Regions from separate parts of the Sus scrofa genome. Here region 1 is linked to region 2. A link is a contact called in public Hi-C data. All regions are on one chromosome and are shown on one strand. The core of a region is the stretch at or near the end of the contact, and the rest is flanking DNA. Distances in the headings are between cores, read along the strand shown.

Region 1 (7,179 bases), core at 2,558-5,057, 130 kb after region 2:
CACCACTTCCCCCGTCAGCAAAGACTAATCATCAGGAGTATTTTCAAGAGAGTCTTTCCATTTAGTGCCAGTGAATTATTTAGCACTTCATTCCCCCCTACCCCTTCGGTTGACTCTAATTCCCTGTCATGTTTCCTAATTAGGAAGATTTACAGGATTCATTTTGATTTTTTGGGGAAAAAAAAAAATTCCTTCCCAGGGATGCTTATCTCGGCTTCCGCCAGTGTTTCCTCTGCTAATTTCACCTCTGAATTCCTGCTGGGGTTGTTCACGGTCAGACTCCCAGGGCAGGGTTGATTCGGGGTTGCCTCATTGTTGGCTCCTTTTCAGACTGAGGCTGGGTCTTTATATTCAGGGCCGATGGGCACAAATGCAGCTTTTTCTCCCTCGCTCCTGGACCCTCTTGCGGCCCCTCGTCTCTCCTTTGCGCCCCTTCTCCCCGTCTGTCTCCTTCCTCCCCTTTCTGTCAAATCCAGCCCATCTCTCACATGCCTTCCTTGCTCCCCTCCCCCAGCTCTGGCTCTCCACATGGCCCGATAAAAACAATTCTGAAATCACATTCAAATATTAGATAATACTCTTATCCTGCAACTCACCAGTTGCTTGGTGCTCTTTTCTCTCTGCGGTCTTAGGTGAGATTGCTTTTTTTTCCCCTCCCCCTATCGACCTTGCCATTCTCATCATCTACTTGTTTTCTCCATCGGATTAATTTCATTCTTCCCAGAGATAGGTCTCCTCTGCTCCCTCTTCCCCCTCGGGCATGTCCTCTCAGCTCTCCTGACATTCAGCCAGGTGGGAGGGAGGCTGCAGTCTTGGGATCCCTGGGCTGGGTTTAGCCTGGTTTAAGCATCTCCACCCAGAGCACACATGGCAAACCAGAAAGATATGGCAAAATGTTTTCTATCTGTCTGGCTTTTTCTGAGGAAACTAGTGACTGTGGTCAGGGGGCATAGTTTCTATGACTGTGGCACTTGGCCCGGAAGGATGATGCAGAGGGAGGCTGTCCCAGCGCCAGACAGGGTCACAGAGACTCATCTATTGAAAGGCTGAGCCCAAGGACTGAGCCCTCCTCAAAAAGTTATTGGAAAGTGCATGATGTTTTCTGGGAGACATTCTAGAGGGTCCTGGATCCGTTCCATTTCCTCAGCAAAGTAAGAGGTAGGTTATTGTCAGTCACAAGCCCAAACACCCAGGGGTCCAAAGAGGTCATTTAAACGAGATAAGAGATATTGGTCTGGTAACTCAGGTAAACCTGAGAGCCCACTCCCAGCCCCAAGGGTCAGTCTGACCAGTTGTTGGCGTAGGAGGATCATTTGACCAGTTGTTGGCATGGGGTAAGGGACTTTGGAGAGCCACATTATTTAATGTGACTTTTCCCTCTTTTAAAATGGTGGCCACTCATCAAAATTGTAAACCTATTCATGTGTGCTAAAGCTGGGTAAACTCTCAGTTTGTGACCCCAGGACTAAATGAATCTAAAGTCCCTTCCCACGCTTGCTCTCTAATGGTGGTCATAAATCCAGAAGAATAAGAAAAAAGACGATGACTAAAGGTGGCACAGCTATTTGCAATTTATGAAATGTGTTCTCTTCTTCTTCATTTGGGATACAGCAGTACATTTTAAAAACGCGTCCACCCACTACATATCCAAATTACCGGGTTCTCTCCACCTCGCTCTGTCCACCAGCTCAGGGAACCCCAAGGCTTCAAGGAAAGGAAGTATAGCTCCAACCCCACAAAAGGTAGGGAAACTGCCCCTAATCTTTCCAGCTAAACTCGCTTAGGAAAAATCCACTTTACCTTCAAGGAAGAGCTAAGTCCTAAATTATTTAAATTGCTACTATTCACTTTGCAAAACTTGTTAAAGACAGCTACCAAAACACCCAGTAACAATGGACCATTTCATTAACTGTAAATTTTATTCCTAAATAAAAGATTAACAAATGGAACCCAGCAGTTTATTCAAAGAATAACAAATATGGGACCGAGCAGGCTTTCTTTCAAGAAGATAAGGATGGGTTGAACATTAGAAAATCTATGAGAATAGTTCATTATATTAATGAGTCAGAATACAAAAGGAATATAGTGATAGAGCTTGGGATAGTTTAGGAATTTAACATCCTTTGACAATTAAAAGCTTATAGTAAAATAGAAATAGAAAGAAATCTCTTTAAAGATGATAGTGTGTTTGAAGACTACCTAGCACCGACTAAGAGCAAATTCTTGTCGTACCAAATGCCCATTTTCTTATCCAGTGTTTTTCAAATATTTTCTGAAGTTTTGGCCAATGCAATAGGAAGAGTGAAAAATGCATTACTGTGGGTAATGTGATTGTTAACAGAAATTCAGAGAGGTCAGCTGACAAGCTTTTAAAACTAAGAAGACCTTTTCAGTGTGGTAGGCTACAAGATAAATGCACATAGCATTCCATAGCTTGTATGAATGTTACACACATATGCATTTGAAATAATCCATTGTGATAGATATTTAAGTAGTTTTCAATTTTTTCACCATTCCAAAAAAGTAGCAATAAATATTCTTGTATAGACATTTTCTGTGCAGTTGTCCCATTTGCCTCCTTGACATTAGTTCCTAGAAATGGAAATTTGAAATTTTGTTTCATATTGCCAAACTACACTCAAGAATAGTGTATAAATTTACAATCACTAAATTTATTCTGGTAAATGGATCGAGATAGGGATCTTTACCTTTTTTTTTTCCACTTTACTTTTTGCCAAATGACTAACCAGTTGCTTATTGAATAATCCATCCTTTCCCCACTACTTTGAAATAGATTTATTATACTTTTTTGGCATGAAGGATATCTATATCACAGTAAGTGAAAAAATCAGGCTCTAAAAATGCAGGTATTCTTTGATCAAATAAAATTTTTTTTTTTTAATGTGTGGAGGTATAGAAAAGCTAAGAAGGATCTTAAACTAGCTCTTTTTAATTTCTCATGGGTAGATGGTACTTCTTTGCCTAGGAAATTCTTCCCCTCTTGTAGCTAGCTCTCTTTACTCAGATAAGTTCAATAGGAGGACAGCCAAGACGTTTTAGCTTGAAACTTGGGATGGGGGAACCGGGGGGGGGGGGGGGGGGAGGCAGCCCTCTGTGCTACCTAGGTAAGCATGCTCTCAAAGAACCCTGTACTTGCCATATTACCTATAAACCATCCTGTACCTTTTTGCTTGAATTCTTGTTTTTTTGTTTTGTTTGGGGGGTTATTTTTGGCCACAGAAGCAGCATGTGCAAGTTCCCGGGCCAGGGATGGAACCTGAGCCATAGTCATGACAACGCTGAACCCTTAACTGCTATGTCACCAGGGAACCCTTGCATCCTGTTATCTAAATTACTTCTTATTTTTTTTCCTCTAGACTCTAAGCTCCATGAGGACTGCATACGGGTCACTCTTGTTCATTCCAGAGCCTAGCACAGTATCTGGCAAATAATCTCCACTCATTGAGCTTTTACTGTATGCCAAATACTGTGCTAGCTTTCTCCAATGATTTCACAACACCCTATTATCGTCTCCTGCAGAGCACGAGCAAACAGATCGTGAAGCCTGTCCCACAGGCTACTCATTCCCAGACCTCTCTGCCTCTTACCGCTACACCCACTATACGGTGATCAAGAAATATCGAAGAATTACAGCCTGGGATGCTTGGGAATCACTTGGAGATGGCAGGCGGATTGCAGCCCTGGACTGTGGTTGGACTGAAGCCCTTTAGCTCCGCCCACAACCCCAGACCCTCGCAAGCCCCGCCCACTTCGCTCCAGGCCGGAAGGGAGCGGCAGGGGCGGGGTGAGCTTCCGGGGGCGGGGCGGGACCGGCCCCGGTTAGCAGGCTCTGGCCGGAAGTCGAGAGGTTAGGGGATCCGAAGACGCCGGCTTGTGACAGGGAGAGGGAGACGGAGGCCTGTGTGGAGGTTGCCCCTCCGTCCCTTCGCTCCCGGGGACCCTCAGGAAAAACCCAGCACCCCGGCCCCGTGGCCAGCCCCTTCCCCCAGGCTCTCTCCGCTCGATTTCGCCACCGTTATGTGGGAAGCGAATCCGGTGAGTAGCCGGGCGGGACTGGGCGGGCCGATGGGCGGGGTTGACGGGAGAGGGCGGGAGGGGTTCCCGGGAACTGCCCCCGCTACCCCGACGGCCGCGCCGGCCGGCTGTTGAATTTCCGGGCGAGAAGAACCCGGCCCTGGCGGCTCGGGCAGTGGAGACGGCCCGGTGGGTCCCCAGCGCCGTGCGGCTGCTCTGTCCCAGTGATTGATTTTGACTCGCTGCGGTTTCTCCGCCCTCGTCACTCCACCGTCTTTTTCAACTTTGCCTTTGAACCTGTTTCTCTTCCTTAGCCTCAGGTGTTCCCACCAGCTACCCCCCAAACCCAATCTAAAGCGAGGGAACTAGCCCCTCTGGGCCCTGAGTGGGCCTCAGAGGAACCGCCAGGGCTGGCTCCTTTTCCCTCCTCGGGGGCTAGCCATTGAAAACTGAGGTGGGCCGAGTGTGAGTTCTAAGTCTCTAGATGGTGAGGTTCTTAGATTTTTTTTTTTCCACTGGACAGAACTGATGACCTGGAATGTTTCAACTGCAAGTCTTGTGTCTTCCTCCGGTATTTGCATTGTGCCTGCGCTTGTTTTTGTTTACCTTGCTTTTATACATTCATTTATTTCATATGCAGCCTGCAAAGAGTGGAATTCCTTTGCCAAGAGTATTCCATTAACCTGTTAGAGGTGAAATCGCCTAGTAAGAGGGCAAATGGACGCTATTTACGCCTTTGAATTCAGTGGAAAGATGGCAGAATCACATATCAGCAAATTGTTAGCTTTAACATGTGCCACTACCCCATGTACTGAGAAAACTTCCTAAATTTACTTGAATAACCTTGTTTTCTTATTTGCAGTAACTCATTTGATGTAATCAGCACTTCCCCCCCCCCCATTCCTGGAATATATTTCCAGATAAATTGATTTATCAGTAAATTCTCTTCTGTTTTTAAGTTTTTATCCAGTAGAAACTAGTCTGTTGGTCTGGATTTTTTGGTTACATATGCTGGTTCCATCCCAGGCCACTGTGTAACAGTGGTGGTCACTAAGACTTTTTTTTTTTGGTTCATACATATAATCCTCTAATATAAAGCCACATCAGAGGAAAGGAACTACTGGCGCTTGATTTTGGCAAAAATAATTTCAAATTGTGACAGTGTGCTCTCTGATTATATATTCAGTTTCACTATCAGTTTCATTAGTAAATTTCATTTTGTATTATTATATGTATGTATATGTGTGTATATGTGTTTGTGTGTGTATTCACTTTTTATTGGCAGTGCTTCTCTTTCTGATTTCTCCATAACAAGCCCTTTCATCATCCCAAGGACATGTCTTGCCCAGTGTCACATATCTTAAATACTTCACTAGAGTATAAGCTCCACGTGGGCAGGCATTTTTGTCTGTTTTGTTTACTACAGTGTCCTCAGACTCGGGAACAGAGCCTGGCATGTAGTAGGTGCTCAGTCAATATCCGTTGAATTAACAGAGGTGATTGCATCAGTACTAGAGAGAGGCTTTTGCTCCTGTTATTCAGTCCTCTCCTCCATCACCTTATGTCTGCATTGGCTGTTGGATCACTTGTGTGCTTGTAAGGATGATAAGAGCATTAATGAGTCTCTTGTATATTTGGTTTGTTATAGCAGTTATCTCATTTCTTTGGAGGGAATGCTGAGTTTTCTCTGCCATCCCCCTAATGATTTTGCTTGATTTCCATGGAGCAGGCTGTCTTTCTTTAGGGGTGAACCTTCCACCTACAATCCCACATTCTTCTTTGGCCCTTATTAAGCTCCTCTACTATGTCTTAATGCTATTGTGTCTTCTTTCTTACTGATACTGTTATTCTTCCTGTGAAGGTATGAATGCTGTCAATAAGGACAGTTTCTGTTTTTTTGAAACACAGTCGACATTCTGCACGTGAGCTTCCTCTTGTAATTTGTTAGTTTCTTTTAATAGAAGAGGCATCTGGATAATCTCTTCAGCCGTGCTGGTGGAATGAGAATTAATTTTAATGTTTCCCTAAGCCAAGCACAGTTGGGAAGATTAAAAAAAAAAAAAAAAAAAGCCCACCATGCATCCTAAAGATAAATACAGATGACTCTTGTATTACCCACCAATTGAAATGACTGTTGACCATTGCTTTCCGTTGAGTGATATGATAAATTCCGCTTTGAGGAGGAAGGCCATAGCGAACCTCATTAATGGAAGACTTCTGCCTAAGTTCTTCGTGTGTTTTTTTGGTAGCATCCATAACCTTGAGCTGCCACCTGTAATCTGCAAGTACACCTCCTATTGCACATATGGCTTCTGTTTGGTACTGTGTTCCAGTCACAAGTATTTTGAGGAAATACTCCTCTGACTTTGGCCCTGGTCATGCTCAGAAGCAGCTGCCTGCCCCTTCCATGTGAAAAGTTTCTGTGACATGGCTTGATGTGGAAAGACACCGCTGCACTTGCAGCATTTCCTTAGGGGGAAAGACCCAGAACAAGATAACCAAGGAGCTATAAATAAACTTTATCTCAGGGCACCATTTCGTTTTATTTTTCAAGACAGTCATGAGGTTAGTGCTGACTCTCCCCAAGCCTTTCTCTGGCTAGGCACCTTGAGGTCAGCACAAGGTCCCCGCTGACAGACCAGACTGGCAGAGCAGTGGACACTCAGTTCCAGTGTGAACGCTGATGGTTCTCCACCCACCAGGGGAGGTAGCCCTGGACTAATGTCCCCAGTTTAGGGAGTTGGGGAGATTGGTAGGAAGGAGTTGGAGGGGATGCCATCACAGCCTTGACTCTGTACCCCGACGCTACCCTGCCTTCTTCTGTCTCTGCTGTTGTCTTAGCCCTCCTACTGGAATTAGGTGACGAAGATCGGTGTTACATAGGAGGGAGTTTCCACCTCTTTCTGAGGAGAGAAAAGGAAAAATGACAGACACACCTGTTAAGATAACGAGTCTTCTATGCCAGTGATAGAACCTTGATAGCGGTAAACTCTTCCACAACGTCTTTTCATGGATGATTAGAACAATCTAGTGAGTTAGGTGAGTGAGGAAGCAGGGAGTCTCCCAAGATCCTGTGGGTGGGAGGGCCACAGAGTTACAGCAGCACCTGTGCCCACGCTGCTTCTTCCTGCCACTCGGCCAGAG
Region 2 (6,984 bases), core at 2,499-4,998:
GACCCCTAGCCTGGGAACCTCCATATGTCACAGAAAGATGATAATAATGATGATAATGATAATAATAATAATAAGAGTAAAGTCAAAGGGAAGGGGGAAGAGGAGGAAAGGTAAACTGTCAGAATCAAAGGGAAAATATTTAGTCTTTGGACAAATCCAATGTCCACCCATCCATTAAAAAAATTAAAATTGGGAGTTCCCTGATAGTCTAGGGGTTAAGATTGAGCATTTTTACCGCTGCCGCAGTGGGATCAGTCCATGATCTGGGAACTGAGATCCCACATCAAGCCACTGCATGCTGGAGTCCAAAAAAAAAAAAAAAAAAAAAATGAAATTTCACAGCTGGAAAGTTAGGAAGAGAGAGTTCAAACCATCAGGAGGAAGTTGGTGGGCGGATGTCACTGGTACAATTGTCACTTCGGTGTACACTTTGGGATTTACGAAATGGGTATAATGTTGACTCAGTCCTCCTAATATCTAGGTCTGTGCCTATAACATGCAGGAATGCTGTCAGCACTTTCAGAGGAGAAACCTGCGCTCCCAGAGGCTGGCTGACAAGGTTGCAGGGCCAGTGCAGGTTAGAAACAGGGCCCCCAGCCCCAGGGTCGCTCCCTATGCCATGGATCTGGAAGACGTCATCAGCGGCCAAGAGAAGGCTGCAGACAGAGGCAAATCTGCAAGGTCATGAAGGACCAGAACTGGTGGAAACGTTCCGCATTCGCAACCTATAGGTTACCTTCCAGGGTAACTGTAGAAGCTTGGATGAGATTAAATGGGAAACAAACAAAAAGACAGGATTTTTGTGGCACAACAGGCTCGGCAACATCTCTGCGGGGCCCGAGAAGCAAGTTAGATCCCCAGCCGGCACAGTGGGTTAAGGATCTGGCGTTGCTGCAGCTGGTGGCATAGGTCACAGCGGTGGCTTGAACCTGATCCCTGGCCTGGGAACTCCATATGCCATGGGAGAGCCAAAAAGAAAAAAAAAAAAAAAAAAAAAAAAAGGACAGGACAGGACTTTTACGAGGTAAGCAGGAAGTAAACTTGTGGAGCTTTAGCAGACAAAAATAGTAGGGTCCTCCAGCCCGGCTGTGTGCCATCTCTGCGCGAGTGCTTTGTTGCCCAGGGGAATTCTATGATGGGACAGGCTCCCCGCCCTCACGGGGAAATAGAAATAGCTTTAAATTGGGAAATTCCTATCTGACGAAGATTAGTGAGGGAAAGTGGGGAGCGGGGGAAAGCTTCAAAGTTCTCTGGGGCTACTCCTGGGTTTGCCCTTTGTCCACCAAACATGTCTTGGACATCAGATGGTGACAGAGGCTGGACCGAGCCAGAGCCATGTGGCCCTGTGTTCTGACCCAAGGAGCCATTTCTCAGGCTCACTGCCAAGTCCCAGGCAGTCTTCACAGCCTCTTCTCATCTCTTGGAAGGACCCAAGACATGAGGTCCTCTGACCTGCATCTTCACAGAGGCCTTGCCCTGTGGGGCTGCCCCAGGCCTGTTTCTAAGTTCTCCAGAGCGGAGCCTCTTTGCAGGGAATCCCTCATTTTCCTGCATCCAGGCCGAAACCAATGAGACAGTCCCTCCTCTAAACAGCCATCCCTCCAACCATTCTGCCCCCCTCCCCAATTCACTTATTCTCACACTTCTTTTTTTGTTTTGTTTTGTTTGGTTTTTTTGCTATTTCTTTGGGCTGCTCCCACGGCACATGGAGGTTCCCAGGCTAGGGGTGGAATCGGAGCTGTAGCCACCGGCCTACGCCAGAGCCACAGCAACGCGGGATCCGAGCCACGTCTGCAACCTACACCACAGCTCACGGCAACGCCGGATCGTTAACCCACTGAGCAAGGGCAGGGATCGAACCCGCAACCTCATGGTTCCTAGTCGGATTCGTTAACCACTGCGCCACGACGGGAACTCCTATTCTCACACTTCTTACAGCTGCCTAACAACACATCTCTTTATCTATTTTTCTGTGTCTCTCCTCCATGAGAATGTAATCTCACTTCAGGAAAGAGTCTTGCTTTTGGGACTACGATGTGGCCAGTTCCTAGGAAAAGGCCAGGCTACATAGCAGACGCTCAATCCCTCTTGGTCCAGTGAATGAGTGACACGGAGAGTTCCTATGCCTCAGATGATGTGCAACTAAAAACTGGAGCCCATGCTAGGACCAGGTCCCTGGAGAAGGTCTCCTTTCACCTGGCCTCGTTTCATCTGCAGTACCTGCAATTCCCTGCCATCATCTCTGCTGTTATGATTGATCCATTAGCATGACAGGTAATCCTTTCACAGGTATTCATTAGACTAACACGATCTCGGTAATTAATGAGACGCCTATAATAGAATGGAGACAGAAGCAACTTGGTCACTGTCCCTTCAATCTGTGACTGTCCCCACCCCTTCAGCCAAGACCTTCACAGTCACAACAAAGCTGTGACTGCCTATTGCGCGCTGTCAGGTACACGCCAAGTTTGGGGGGCTTTCACATACATTTCCCTACTTACTTCTCCTAGGAGCCCCAAGACATAGGTATTCTCATCTTTCAAGGTCATGGTTAGTACCTGAGGTGCTGGTATTCCCACTCACGCCTAACTCCAAATCCCATGCTTTTTCCCCGAAACCACACGGCTGTACTAAACACACCCTGTTCTAGAAAAAGTCCTCTCAGTTACTCCTGGAAAAAGCCCTGGTTTCTTCACTTACAAAATGAAAACACTGGCTTAAAAGACCTTTTTTTGTTTTTCTTTTTAGGGCTGCACCCGAGGCATATGTAGGTTCCCAGACTAGGGGTCCAATCGGAGCTGTAGCCACCAGCCTATGCCCGCAGCCACAGCAACATGGGATCCGAGCCGCCTCTGTGACCTAAATCACAGCTCAGGGCAATGCCGGATCCTTAACCCACTGAATGAGGCCAGGGATCGAACCCATCTCCTCATGGATACTAGTTGTCGTTACTGCTGAGCCATGATGGGAACTACTTGAAGGACCATTTTTAATGAAAAAAAAAGATTGAAATATAATTGATTATATTTCTGATTATATAATTGATTTAGTATATTGTATTAGTTTTAGGTGTACAACATATTGATTCAATATTTTTATAGCGCATGCTCTGTTAAAAGTTATTACAAAGCAATATTTCCTTGTGGTGTACAGATCCTTGCTGCTTCTTTATTTTATACATAGCAGTGAGAACTTGCAGTTTTTGTTTTTTTGTTTTTTTTTTTTTAGTTGTACAGTGATCATCACAATCCAATTTTACAGGATTTCCACCCGACCTTGCAGTTTTAAGTTCCAGATTTCTCTCCCCTGGCCTCATTCAGTGGGTTAAGGATCCGGCATTGCCCTGAGCTGTGGTGTAGGTCACAGAGGGTGTGAGCAGAATCATCTCACACTCGCGTAATGAGTTTTACCATCTGCCTCTGGCTTGGCAAGATCTGATAACTCTCAAAGACCCTCAGATAATCTCTCTCCTCCCTTTACACCCTTTTCTACGTCTCAGAGCATTTCCTGCCTCTGAACAGGACATAGGATCCCCCTCGAGACCTTACTTCCCCCTCCAGGAAAAGGCTTTCCTCGGGCCCTGCTCCCTGACACCCACCCCCTCATCAGAAACCAGTGACGCTCTCTCTCCATCAGCCTCACCACGTTCTCCTGGTTTCGCCTGGAGCTACTGCCAAGACTTCTCGCCTTGCCTGTCTGGCGAACATAACTCCTATGTGCTAGGGCTTGGGTACCGGAAATAGAACAAGACAACCTGTCCTCTGACAACCCATTGGTCCATCAAGCCCAGGGCGTCGGGCCAGCTTCTGCATCAGCTATGGGAGTGAGGGAGTTAGGATCCAAGCCCGACTCCTAGAACCGAAGTCTGTTTACCCCAAGCAGCAGTGGTCGCTAGCAGAGTGGTGTGCCCCCTTGGTTTGGAAGACCATTCCTGGCACCCTAAGCTGCAAGCACGGACACACTGCAGGGACTTACTGGTTGGGAGGACAGAGAGGGTTTATGACCCACTTAAAATATTTGTGTAAGGGACACAGGAATTTGCCACTTGCCTCCTCTTCCACTGATATTAATGACAGCTGAGGAATCTTCACTTCCCAAAAAGCCATGTCCAAATTTTCTATGCCTATTCTTTCCATGGACAAGGACATTTTCGTAGAACAGCGTAAATCTCACTGTGTCATGGGAAAGGAGAGTTCTCCCTACACCTGCCGGGGTGAGGAGCATCTTTGCAAGGTCTTGAGAGCTTAACCCCCACCTCCGGGGTGGAGCGTGAGACAGATGGCCGCCATCCGTGCTCTGCTCTGGACCCTGCCAGCAGCTCCTCTGGGAGGGGGTGAGGAACGGAGCACACAGTAGGCACACCAACAAGAGGCAGCCCTAGAGGGAAAACCAGCCCCTCCAGCCCCTCTCACCTCAGTGCCTCTTACTCCTAAAGTACCATTCGCTTCCTCCTAGAAGGTGACAGGCTAGGCTGGGTCTGTCAACAGCAGATACTCAACTCCTCCCAACTCCCCACCAGTCCAGCCCCTCCTTCAAGGGCCAAGCTCTCCAGGGTCACTGTAGGGAGGTTCGCCCCTGCCCCGAGGAGTTTACAGTCTGCTGGAAGGGGCACCCCCGTGAAAGCAGAAGGTTTCAGAGCTGGAGGTGCCCTTCGCGATGCTCTGGTCCCTGTCGATTACATGTGGAATCTTAAAAAATGATACACATGAGGAGTTCCTGTTGTGGCTCAGTGGCTAATGAATCTGACCAGGAACCATGAGGTTGCAGGTTTGATCCCGGGGCTCGCTCAGCAGGTTAAGGACCAGGTGTTGCCATGAGCTGTGGTGTAGGTCCCAGATGCTGCTTGGATCTGGCATTGCTGTGGCTCTGACATAGGCCAGTGGCTACAGCTCTAACTAGACCCCTAGCCTGGGAACCTCCATATGCCGTGGGTGCGGCCCTAAAAAGACAAAAGACAAAAAAACACAAAAAACCATGATACATATGAGGGAGTTCCCTTCATGGCTCAGCAGTTAATGAACCCGACTAGGATCCATGAGGATGCAGGTTCAATCCCCAGCCTCACTCAGTGGGTAAAGCATCTGGCATTGCTGTGAACTATGGTGTAGGTTGCAGACAAGCCTCAGATCCTGTGTTGCTGTGGCTGTGGTGTAGGCTGGCAGCTGCAGCGATACACACTACTATCTGTAAAATAGATAACCGACAAGGACCTATTGTATATCACAGGGAATTATAACCAATATCTTATAATAACCTATAGGAGAAAAGAATCTAGGAGTTCCCTCGTGGCCTGGAAGTTAAAGGATCCAACAGTTTTCCTGCTGTGGCTCAGGTCACTGCTGTGTTGGCACAAGTTCAGTCCTTGGCCTGGGAACTTCTGCATGCCATGGGTGTGGTCAAAAAAAAAAAAAAGAAAAGAAAAGAAAAGTAGGAGTTCCTGTTGTGGCTCAGCAGTTAAGAACCTGACATAGGGTCTGTGAGGATGCGGGTTCTATCCCTGGCCTCGCTCTGGTATTGCTGTGAGCTGTTGTGGGTCAAGGTTCCAGCATTGCTGTAAGCTGTGGTGTAGGCTGCAGACGCAGCTCTGTTCCCGAGTTGCTGTGGCTGTGGTGTAGGCCAGTAGCTGCAGCTCCGATTTGACCCCTAGCCTGGGAACTTCCATATGCCACAGGTGGGTCCCTAAAAAAAAAGAAGAATCTGAAAAAGTATACAGATATGTGTGTAAATATGTGTATGTATATTTATATATTTATATATATATATATATATATAAAACTGAATGACTGTGCTGTATACCCGAAACTAACACCACTGTAAATTAACTATACTTCAAAAAAGTTGTTTTAATTTAAAAATTAAAAAAAAAAGATTCTCTGTCCAAATCTCGCCCTTGACACATGCGGAGACTGAGGCCTGGAGACGCTATGTGAGATCTCACTGGAGGTTACATGGCTCTCTGCCGGCAGCAGGGGCTCCACCAGGGTGTCTAACTCCCCATCTAGTGTGTGTGTGTCCATGCGTCATCAGGATCAGGATGAAAACCATTGATTCGGCACCTGTCTTTGGAATGAGCTGCGAAGCAAAGCAGAGTTGATAGACCCTTTGCCCGAAGCCCAGCGTGAGGCCAGGCTCCTGAGCACATCACTGCCCGCAACCCTGTCAGAAAAGACGCGGGGGTCAGAGCGCATACACTGGACCAAGGGGAATGTGGTCTACCATGTGCTGGCTCCGCTGCAAGAGTTCCTGGTGGAATGCGGATAACATTCTGGTGAATCCTGTAAGTCATGTCAGAACGGAGAGGTGGGAGAGTAGCTGTTTGACAGGAGGTGGTAGAGAGCCAGGAGGCAGCCAATGGAGAGAAGCTGGCTCCAGATGACAGATTTTGCACACGCTCCAGCATCTGCCTTTCACCCCAAACCCTTAGACATCATGTGCTTTTAAAAAAAAATTTAATTTTTTTTTCTTTTATGGACCCACCCTTGGCATACAGAAGTTCCCAGGCCAGGGACTGAATGTGCAGCTGCAGCAATGCCAGATCCTTAACCCACTGTACTGGGCTGGGGATTGAACCCGCACCTCCAAGGTGACCAGAGCCCCTGCAGTCAGATTCTTAACCCGCTAAACCACAGCGCGTATTCCAACATCGTGTACTTTAAAAATCCATAAAATGCCAGTAAACAAGACCCCCAAAGAGGTTCTAGAATGACAGGTCTGGGTAGTATGCCTCTCCTCCTCCAGAAGCCAGGGCTCCTCCAATGCACCTGCAGGCTTTTAAAAAGGCTTATCTGCACTTTCTTACACTCTAGAGAGAAGAGAGTTCCAAAGCCTCCCAGGGGACCCTCTCCAGTGCTGCGCTGATCCTCATGGCTGGGCACCCACATTCATCGTGCTTCATCCGCCCTGCCTGCTCCCCTTTGCCATGGAGGTAATGCAAGTAGGAAGCTGGCTGCATTTGGTTGCTACCGCACTGACCCTCACTATGCC

The links. Hi-C and Micro-C count contacts between places; a contact is called where the count stands out from the background.
Region 1: a contact with region 2 is called in a Hi-C map of skeletal muscle, with 2.1 times the contacts expected there. A contact is called at or near these places in 14 of 47 Hi-C or Micro-C datasets (alveolar macrophages, embryonic fibroblasts, fetal heart ventricle and 7 more).

The regions. Positions count from the first base shown.
Region 1 is chr5:66,439,676-66,446,854 of Sscrofa11.1, forward strand. PARP11 (poly [ADP-ribose] polymerase 11) reads left to right here and starts at 3,808. Exons shown (of 9, transcript XM_003126559.5): 1 at 3,808-4,056.
Region 2 is chr5:66,306,548-66,313,531 of Sscrofa11.1, forward strand. No RefSeq gene overlaps it. Among named protein-coding and RNA genes, the nearest start is that of PARP11, 130 kb to the right of the region's middle.